Linked DNA regions of Manis pentadactyla: region 2 is linked to region 1. A link is a contact called in public Hi-C data. All regions are on one chromosome and are shown on one strand. The core of a region is the stretch at or near the end of the contact, and the rest is flanking DNA. Distances in the headings are between cores, read along the strand shown.

What was found. Hi-C and Micro-C count contacts between places; a contact is called where the count stands out from the background.
Region 2: a contact with region 1 is called in a Hi-C map of fibroblasts, with 4 times the contacts expected there. The contact joins the promoter of MVP here to the promoter of DOC2A in region 1. A contact is called at or near these places in 2 of 3 Hi-C or Micro-C datasets (fibroblasts and skin fibroblasts).

The regions. Positions count from the first base shown.
Region 1 is chr10:83,196,846-83,201,242 of mManPen7.hap1, reverse strand. It overlaps DOC2A (double C2 domain alpha), which reads right to left and starts at 2,275. Exons shown (of 11, transcript XM_036919467.2): 1 at 2,019-2,275; 2 at 1,603-1,714; 3 at 650-927; 4 at 234-313; 5 at 1-13. The coding sequence starts at 2,034.
Region 2 is chr10:83,496,857-83,501,253 of mManPen7.hap1, reverse strand. It overlaps MVP (major vault protein), which reads left to right and starts at 2,277. Exons shown (of 15, transcript XM_057487138.1): 1 at 2,277-2,391. PAGR1 (PAXIP1 associated glutamate rich protein 1) reads left to right here. Exons shown (of 3, transcript XM_036917708.2): 1 at 1-382; 2 at 593-675; 3 at 1,626-3,649. The coding sequence ends at 1,825.

The DNA of each region.
Region 1 (4,397 bases), core at 1,026-3,525:
TGGGCTTGAGGCCCTGGAGAAGAGTGGGGAGAAGAGGGCTGAGCTCCCATCCACCCACCCTCTGCAGAGTGGATCCTTGGGGTGCACAGAGCCAAGAAGGGTGCTAAGTGGGGGTAGGAGGTGAGAGAGGAGAAGCAGGGGTCCAGCCTGGGGAAGGGGAGGGAAAATGGGAACCCACCCCTTCCAGGTAGGAGACGAACAGGGCCAGGGATTGGGAGGCAATGAGTGCCCACCTTAGCCTTGAGGATACTACAGTGCAGAGTGCAGGAGGCCTGGTCGTAGAGAAGGTCAAACTCCAGTGTGCCCAGAGCAGCTGGAGAAGAGGGAAGAGGCAGCGTGAGTAGACAGGTGTGTGTGAGAAACCATTAGGCAGGCTGGCTGTGTCAGCTGTGAAGGTGTGTGCATGTGTCTGGTCTGTCAGCCTGTGAGTGTGCATGTGTCTGCGTCCCTGGCAGGGCTGCCACTGGGGCTGTGTGGGTGGTTGAGTGTCTTAGCAGAAATATTGAATATTGAGCCTTGCTAGAGCTGTAATCTCCACACCGACTGCAGCTATGGCAGCACTGCCTGCTGCCTTCCCCCCACACACTCACTTCCCACAAGTCTGGAGGCCTCCATTCTTGCCCTGGGCCCCTCCAGCCCCCAGACTCACTGGTATCATCTGAGTCATAGCTGTCCATCTCAGCTCCATCCTCAGGTGTGGTGACCCCAAGGAGAGCTGCCGGAGGGGCCAGGGCCAGCGGGGCCAGACGAGCAGGGGCCTCCCCGAAGCTCCCACCACTCCCTTCAGGTCCTGGTCCCCGGCGGGGGAAGTAGTCCGAGATCTGGCGGATGGGCCTGATGGGCCCAGGGCACACGTTGATGGCCATGTGCTCCTGGATGTTGATGGTCATGCGGTCACCCCTGCGGCCCCTCATGCAGCACCCTGATCTGGGGGAGGGAGCTGCGAGTGAGTACGAGCCCAAGGCTGACTCCTCATACCTACCATCTGCTGGCTGAGGGCCAGGCGGCAAGTTCCTCGGTCTGTGGGGCCCTCACTGGCCTCCCTTCCTAGGTGTCAAGGGAGAAGGCAGACTGTGCCAGCTGATGGGCAGGCAGGAGGCCTGGGCATTCCAGACCCCAGGCTTTGCTCTGTAGGGGCTGGGCTGCTGGCCCACTCCCTCCAAATAGGTCCTGGCTCCACCTCAGATTTCCCACTTACCTCTGGATTGTCCCTTTGTCATCGTCCCAGCTCCTGCTCCTCATTCTGGGCTTCTGTCTGCTTTGGGCCCTGCCTACCCCGAAAGTCCCCCTCCTCTGTCTCTCTGAGGCTACCTCCATTCTTCTGCACCAGGCACTTGTCTGGTCCTGTGTCACCCACCCCTTTAGACTTTCACTGCCCAGTCTTCATTCGGGTCCAGGATCTGCCCACCTGCCTGACTGGTCCTCCACTACCCAGCCGCCCAAGGTGGGGGACGCCTGCTTCACATGCCTCCCACTGAGAATGGCCTTCCGGAGGAGCCAGAAACGGCAGCCTCCGGAGAGCTAAACACCCCCATAGGCACACACAGGCTAACACACACACTCACCCTCACCCTCACGCCCCGGCGGCCCAGCCCCCTGCACCTGTCTCTGTGCCTCCAACAGGTGCCCAAGCACTGGGGGTCCGCCGGGTGCAGGCTGGGCGGTGGCGGCCGGTGATTCCCAGGGCGGCCGACGAGAAGAGCTGGGAGTCCGGCTGTGTAAGGCGATAGGGAGGGAGAACCGGAGAAAGGGCGGGAGGGAGGGGGTGAGCGAGGTGGAGGCGAGGACGCAGCCGGCGCAGGAGGCGGGGGCGGGGTGGGCCGGCCGGTGGCTGGGGAGGGGCGGGACTCTCCCGCCGCGCAGCAGGGCACACTTAGGGGCACACCCGAGGCACACACGCAGTCGCGGGCACGCGGTCTGGTACACGCACCTCTCACGGGCACTCCCGCGCACACGCCTGTGCCCACGTGTGCACACTCGCACACATGCACCAACCAGACACGCGCGGGCACACTCACCCGGAGAACTTCGCATACACACACTGGCAAACACAGGGGGTCCCTGCGCCACCCGGAACCAACAGTGACAACTGCCCCATGTTCTCTAGCTCCTCTCGGGGCCTCGGGCCCCCGCGCCGAGCTCACGGTGCCTCCTCCCTCGCGGGCTCCTTCCTTGGCTCGTGGGTCTCCAGGGCCCGACCGCCGGCCTCGTTGCCATGGCGACGACCGCTTACCTACCTCCCCCCGCCTCCCCGCCCAGTGTATCCTCACGCCCCTCCCCCGCAGAGAGCTCGAAGGAGGGCTTCTAGCCCGCCCTCCCCAAATCCGTGGGGGCAGGACCTGAGGGGCGGGGCTTAGAGAGCCTCATTGAGTAGGGAAAGAGGGTCTGATCCGCCTGTGCTCGCTGGCGTGGGAACTTGGGGGTCCCCGCACCGGGTGTGGAAGCTCACAGTCTGAGGGAGGAGACAGAAGACCGACGCTGTGGCTTCCCGCAGGCCTCCTCCTTTGGGCTGCTAAGGCGGCTCTCCTTGGACGCAACCCAGCCTCCATGGGCCTGTGTCCCCAAAGAGATAGCGTCTCCTTTGGGAATCCACCCTCCCTCACCCCACCCCCTGTCCTTCAGGTGTGGAGGGACATCTGGTTCTTCATCAGTCTGCCATTCTCCCCTGAAGGCTCTGGCACCTGCCCATCAAACTCCAGCCTTTGATCGTTGCCCTCTTTTGCTCCAAACTTGCCATCTTCCAAAGACAGTCCTCACAGTGGCCTTCAAGGCCCTTCAGCCCTAGATGCTGATTTCTCTGATCTCATCACCCTCACTTCCCTGGCTGCCTTGCAGGAATGGGTATCTGCAGTTCCTAGGATGCACCTGGGTGTCTCAGGTCTCTGGACCTTTGTTCATACAAGCTTCTCTTCCTGGAAGGCCTTCCCTTCCTTCAGGGGTCACCCTGGGCCACCTCTTATTAGGAGCCTTTCTGGAGCAGTTCTCCCACCCCCAACAGTGCTATTACAGGTTGTTCTGGTGACATTGGGTTGGTTTGTCATGCCTGTTTATGTTTCTGTCTCCCCCACCACCAAGGAGTGCCATGGCAGGCAGAGGCTGTCCCAAGCTGGGCCTGGCACTAAGTGGCATAACTAAATATTGGAATTTTAAGTGAAAGAAATGTGATTGTACAACAATGTTAACAGACTTAACACTACTGAACTGTATGCTTGAAAATGGTGGAGATACAAATATTGTTATGTGTATTTTTAAAATATTTAACAATTTTTAAAAAAGTAAATGCAAAATCCAACTATACTAAGATAGCTCTTGTCACCTATCAAATGGTAAAATTCAAAGTATTTGTTAACACACAGTGTTGGCAAGGTTTTGGGTAGATGTACACCACCTCTGTTGAGGCCAGAGGATACCAAGATGACAAATACAGACTCTTTACCCAGAAATTCCACTTCTAGGATTTAATCCTATAAATATCCTGGCCCATGAGCAAAATAAAAGCTCAAGTGGAGCATGTTTGCAGTGACAAACAACCTAAATGTCCCAGAGTAGGAAACCAGTTCAACCAGTTATGACACAATTTTAACAATGAAATAGTATGCAGCCATGAAAGAGGCCCTGCATGTACCTGAACAGAATCATCTTCACAGTCTCAGGTCATCTTAGAAAAGTAAGGTGCAGAGTGGCATGTATGGAATCTGCCATTTAAGTGGGGGGAAAAAAAGAGTTTTTATGTTTGTTCATATTTGTGTGAATTATTTCTGGAAGGCTGCACAAGAAAGTGACCTCTGGTGACCTCTAATCAGGTTGCTATGAGACAGGGTAGGGCAGGAACTGGAAGGACTTATTTTCCATCCTTTTGAACTTTTTGAATTTTGTACCATGTGCTTATGTTACCTATTGAAAATAATACATTAAAATAATATATTTTTCAAGTAAAGGCAACCATTAGATTTCATTGGGGTTCTCCAGGATGAGGAGGAGGCAATACCAATGGAGGCACATCTAGGACCAGAGCTGGTGGGTTTGGCCAAGGGCAGAGCTGGGCCCTCAGAGAGGGGCAGGGTGGGCCAGAAGCCTTCTTCCTGCCTCCTCCACTGTTGTTCTCACGATGCTTAGCTCAGGCCCAGCAGCACCTCTAGAAAGATTTGTTGCAGGAAGGCGAGGATGAAGCTGGAGCTTGAGCCAGTGGCAGGGGAAATGGCAGACAGTGCTGAGCTTGGCTTGGCCAGAGCTGGAAAGGCTTTTCATCCACCTACTAAGTCACTGAATACCTACTATATACCATGGTGCTGTAACTATGACCAGGATCAACATCTCCAGCTTGACAGCCCTGTAGGATAGACAAGTAGAAAGTTCCAATGCAGTGAGATTGCTGCGGTGACAGGGGATGGACAGAA
Region 2 (4,397 bases), core at 1,028-3,527, 300 kb before region 1:
TGGATACCGGAAGCCCTTCTGCTTCGGCCCATAATGCCGAGGAAGAAGGGGGAGGAGGCCGGAAAGAGGCTGAGCCTGAGGAGTCTGGGGTCGAGGAGGTGCAGGCAGAAGTCCCCAGAGCTGAGGGGGAAGAGCAAGCCAAGGGAGAATCCGAGGACTGGTGTGTGCTCTGCAGCGATGAGGAGATGGAGCTGCCCGAGGATGGGCAGCCCTGGATGCCACCCCCCTCCGAAATCCAGAGGCTGTATGAACTGTTGGCTGCCCACGGTACCCTGGAGCTTCAGGCTGAGATCCTGCCCCGCCGACCACCCACGCCTGATGCGCAGAGCGAAGAGGAGAGATCCGATGAGGAGCCAGAGGCCAAAGAGGAGGAAGAGGAAAAGTGAGGGCACACCCTTACACTTGTTTACATCCCTGGGGCTGCACTGCTGATGCCTGGAGGACATTGGGAGGGAAGTTGGTACCCAAGAGCTTGAGAAGTGGAGGGAGGGAGGAGAGTAGGAGAGGAAAAGCCTGCAGGCTGGGGAGAAACACGTGTGTGGGAGCTTGAGGGGACCATCCTCACCCTTCACTTTCTGTCCATTTGTACCAGACAGCACATGCCCACAGAATTTGACTTTGACGATGAGCCATTGACACCAAAGGACTCTCTGATTGACCGGAGACGCACCCCAGGTACAGACAAGAAGGGAGACCTCCACTCCCACTTAGTCAATAGCTGACTCCCTAAAACGGGCCTTTTGGTGCCTTGGTTGCTACACAACTTGTATCTGCAGGAAAGAGCATTCACACCCAGTGGCGCCATCTTTCCGGTTTAGATTGATACCCCATTTTCATTTAAGAAGCTATCACAGATAATTCTGTCCTGCTTCCCTTTTATCTCCATCTCCCCAGAAGTCCAGTAGTACTGTATATACACCTCCTAATCTGACCCAATTCCCCACCCCACGTGCCTTCCCTAGAATTTACCCTTGAAGCCATTCTTGATTTCTCCTTTTACCCCAACATTCAAGGCAGCAGCAAGTCTTGTGAGCTCTGCCTCCACAGCATTTCCAAGTTCATCTACTCTCCACCTTCAACACTGCACCCTCATCACCTTCAAAGCTGCCATCTCTTGCCTGGATAGTTGCAGTGGTTCCTAACTGGTCTTCCTGTCTCCAGTCTCAGCAACCAGAATGATACTTTTAAAGTATAAATCTTGTCACTTCTTGGGGGAAGAGCATGTTGGGAGAGACCCCCCAACACACACATAGCTTCCAAAGACATTTCCATCTAAACTAGAGATCCAAATCCCTTATGGCCTGTAAATCATTCCTTTGGCCTCATCTTTCACCATTTCCCCCAGCTCTCAACACTGTCTTTGAACAGATCTCCCTGTTCTTACCCTGGGGCCTTTGTACTTGCTCTTCTCCTATCTGGAATGCTCTTCCCTGGTCTTCACACTACTGGTGCCTTCTCATAATTCAGACCTTCGCTGCCTACCCCATCTAAGGCCCAACCCTAAACCTCAGAGGCTTGAGAAGTCTTTATGTTTAACGTACTCCCCAAGTACTTAGTAACATCCTGGCAGGTCTGGTGCACACTGCCTCGCTCCCTTCTACATTTTTCATCTTACCCTTCTCTAGGAAGCTCAGCCAGGAGCCAGAAACGGGAAGCCCGCCTAGACAAGGTCCTCTCAGACATGAAGCGACACAAGAAGCTGGAGGAGCAGATCCTTCGCACTGGCAGGGACCTCTTCAGCCTGGACTCAGAGGACCCCAGCCCCAGCAGCCCCCCACTCCGGTCCTCAGGGAGTACTCTCTTCCCCCGGCAGCGGAAATACTGACTGCTGCTGCCCTAACCCTTAAGATGCAGAGCATGTCCCTGGGCCTTGTCCTGCCCTCCCTAATCCAGGGCACTGAGAAACCTGGAAAGAGGAGAGAAATTCCAAGCTCCCAACACAGTACCTTGCCAGAAAGAGAGTATGTGTGTGTGTGTGTGTGTGTGTGCTGTTGAACATCTGTTTGGATTTTCTGAATTTAAAATAAAAAATTCAAAGTTCTCTTAGAGGAGGAGCTTCAGCTAGAGCCCAAACCATTATGGAAAGGCAGAATTGTATTTGCTCAGATTGGGAAACTAAAGCCAGATGAGGCAGTCAGTCTGCACCTGCCCCCTGTCTTGGACCTTCCAGCTGTGCAGTCTCACTCCAGCACTGCCACCTGGCCGTCAGGCTGAATGAGTTGCAGTTCCTTCAGCTGCACCCAGAGGAGAAAAGGAGAACCAGCTGCAAGGGCCCTTTAAATGCCCAAGCCCCACCCACCGAGCCTGCCCTGCCTGGAACTTAGGGCTGGCCTGGGCCAGGCCTGTCAGTTTCCTGATCTGAGGAGTCTTGTAGCCGCTGTATTTGTGGATGTGAGTACTTTGCTGTAGCTCCAAAGCCCCAAACCAGTGGTGGGATCTTGTGTCCCTCAAGGCTCTCTTAGCCCTCACCCGCTTTCTAGGGCCTTGTTCTGCCGGGGAAGGTAGGACCTCTGAATGAGAGTAGGGAGGAAGTGGATTGGGGTGTGGCCTCAAGACATTTTGCGTTTCTTGTTGGATGTTTCTGTCTTTGGAAGTAAGGTAGATCAATTTGTCACCTTGCCAACACCCCTCACCTTCAAAATTTCAGGCCCCTCTGACCTAAGGCTCTCACATCAGAAATAACATCAGGAGGCCACTCAAACTCTCTTCTGGAGCTAGACTGATCTCTGCAATCTATACTCATCTGTCCCCTTCCCTGGGGACCTAGACTCTGGCCTGTCCCCTTGAGCTTTTAGAATGTGACTTATCCCCGTTGAGATCACTTAACTATGCCAAATGTTGAGATTTTCCTACTGCTCCACTCAGGGCTGTGCCAACTGTGGCCCTTGCAGATCACTTGACAAGTCATTAGCAGAAGGAATTTAAGGTAGGCTTGATTTCCTGAAGGTGTAGTTTGGTGAGCAAGGCTTTTTTTATTTCATTTTTTTTTACTTTGAGGGGAGGAAGTGAAAAGCAGGAAACTCATTTGGACCCACCAGCCTGTGGTGGATCCTGGAGCTGGCACTCAGGAGCAGAGCATAAAGGGGCAGGAAGTCATAGTGAGGCAGATATCCCTCTGTTCTCTGCTCCCTGCCTGGGTAGACTCCTAGGAAAGGCTGGTTGTCAAGTGCGATGTCAACGGACTCCCTGGAAACTCCTGTTTTAGCCTTTAGCACACAGGGTACCCAGCCTGCTCCTGATGAACCTTTCTGGGCAGGGAAGCCCTCCAAAGCCTTGAGTAGGTAGGGCAGCCACTTTGAATGGATGATGGTCCAGGGACAGCCTGAGGGCTCCAGGGTAACTCATGCCTCTTTGTTGGGTGTTGCCCTCCCAGGTTGCAGAAAATGCTCACCTTTGGACTGCTATTGACACTGTTTCCTCCAGAGTGCCCAGCCCTAGTTAAGGTCCTTACCTTCTTGTTCTGTGCTTACAGTCTTAACACTGCTGCCTGAGAAGCCATGCTGCCTCCTGGTTTGAGGGCTCTGCAATCATGCTACCTGGTGTGGAATTCTGGATCCATTTTTTGATCATTGTGTGATCCTGAGCAATGTTTCTTAACTTCTAGGCTCTTGTGAGGATTAAATGAGTTAATTAAAGGCACTTAATACAATGCCTGACACAAAGTTCTTAATAAGTGGGGGCTGTTATTTGGGATTACTTTGAGATTACCAAAGATACAAATTCCAGAATTCCTCTCCTGGAAACCCTGGCCTGGTGGGTCTGGGGTGAGGCCTGGGAAGTAGGACCAATACTGCCGGCTGAGTCCTATAATTGGACGAGATGAGAAAACATTGATCTGGATCAGGGGTTCTGAAGCCTGGTTCCTGAGTCACTGCTAATTGAGGCATCCTCACCTTCAATGACTGACATTAATTGGCAGCGTCTGGGAGGTAGGATGGAGGGAAGGCAAGAGATATCCTGAGTAGGCAGTTTCTGTTCTGTCCCTAGTGAGACCACCAAGCTGCTGCTCTCTCAAAGCAGGCCAGTTGGGCTGGAGTGTCCTAAGATTTTCTTAAAATAAGGGAAACTGCCTAGTTGAGTCCCTGTTTATGCTGAACTTCATATGTTTTCCTAAACCTAAGCTCCACAGAAGTGATGCTGGCAAGGCTGTCACCAGCTTCACCTCCAACTTCAGGCCTGCCTGGGACGTTTGTGTGGATAAGGGGGCTGCTTGGACCTGGAAGAGGTGGAAGGGGGATGGAAGAGAATAAATGAAATCTCCAGCCCTTGAGGAATTGGCAATAATCTGAGCTCATTATTCCTCCCAGCAACCCTTTGTTGAGCTCCTGTGCATTAGAGACATCCTCCAGTCCCTAATCCCTTTAAGTCTAGGAAACAGGCACTGTTATTCCCACTTC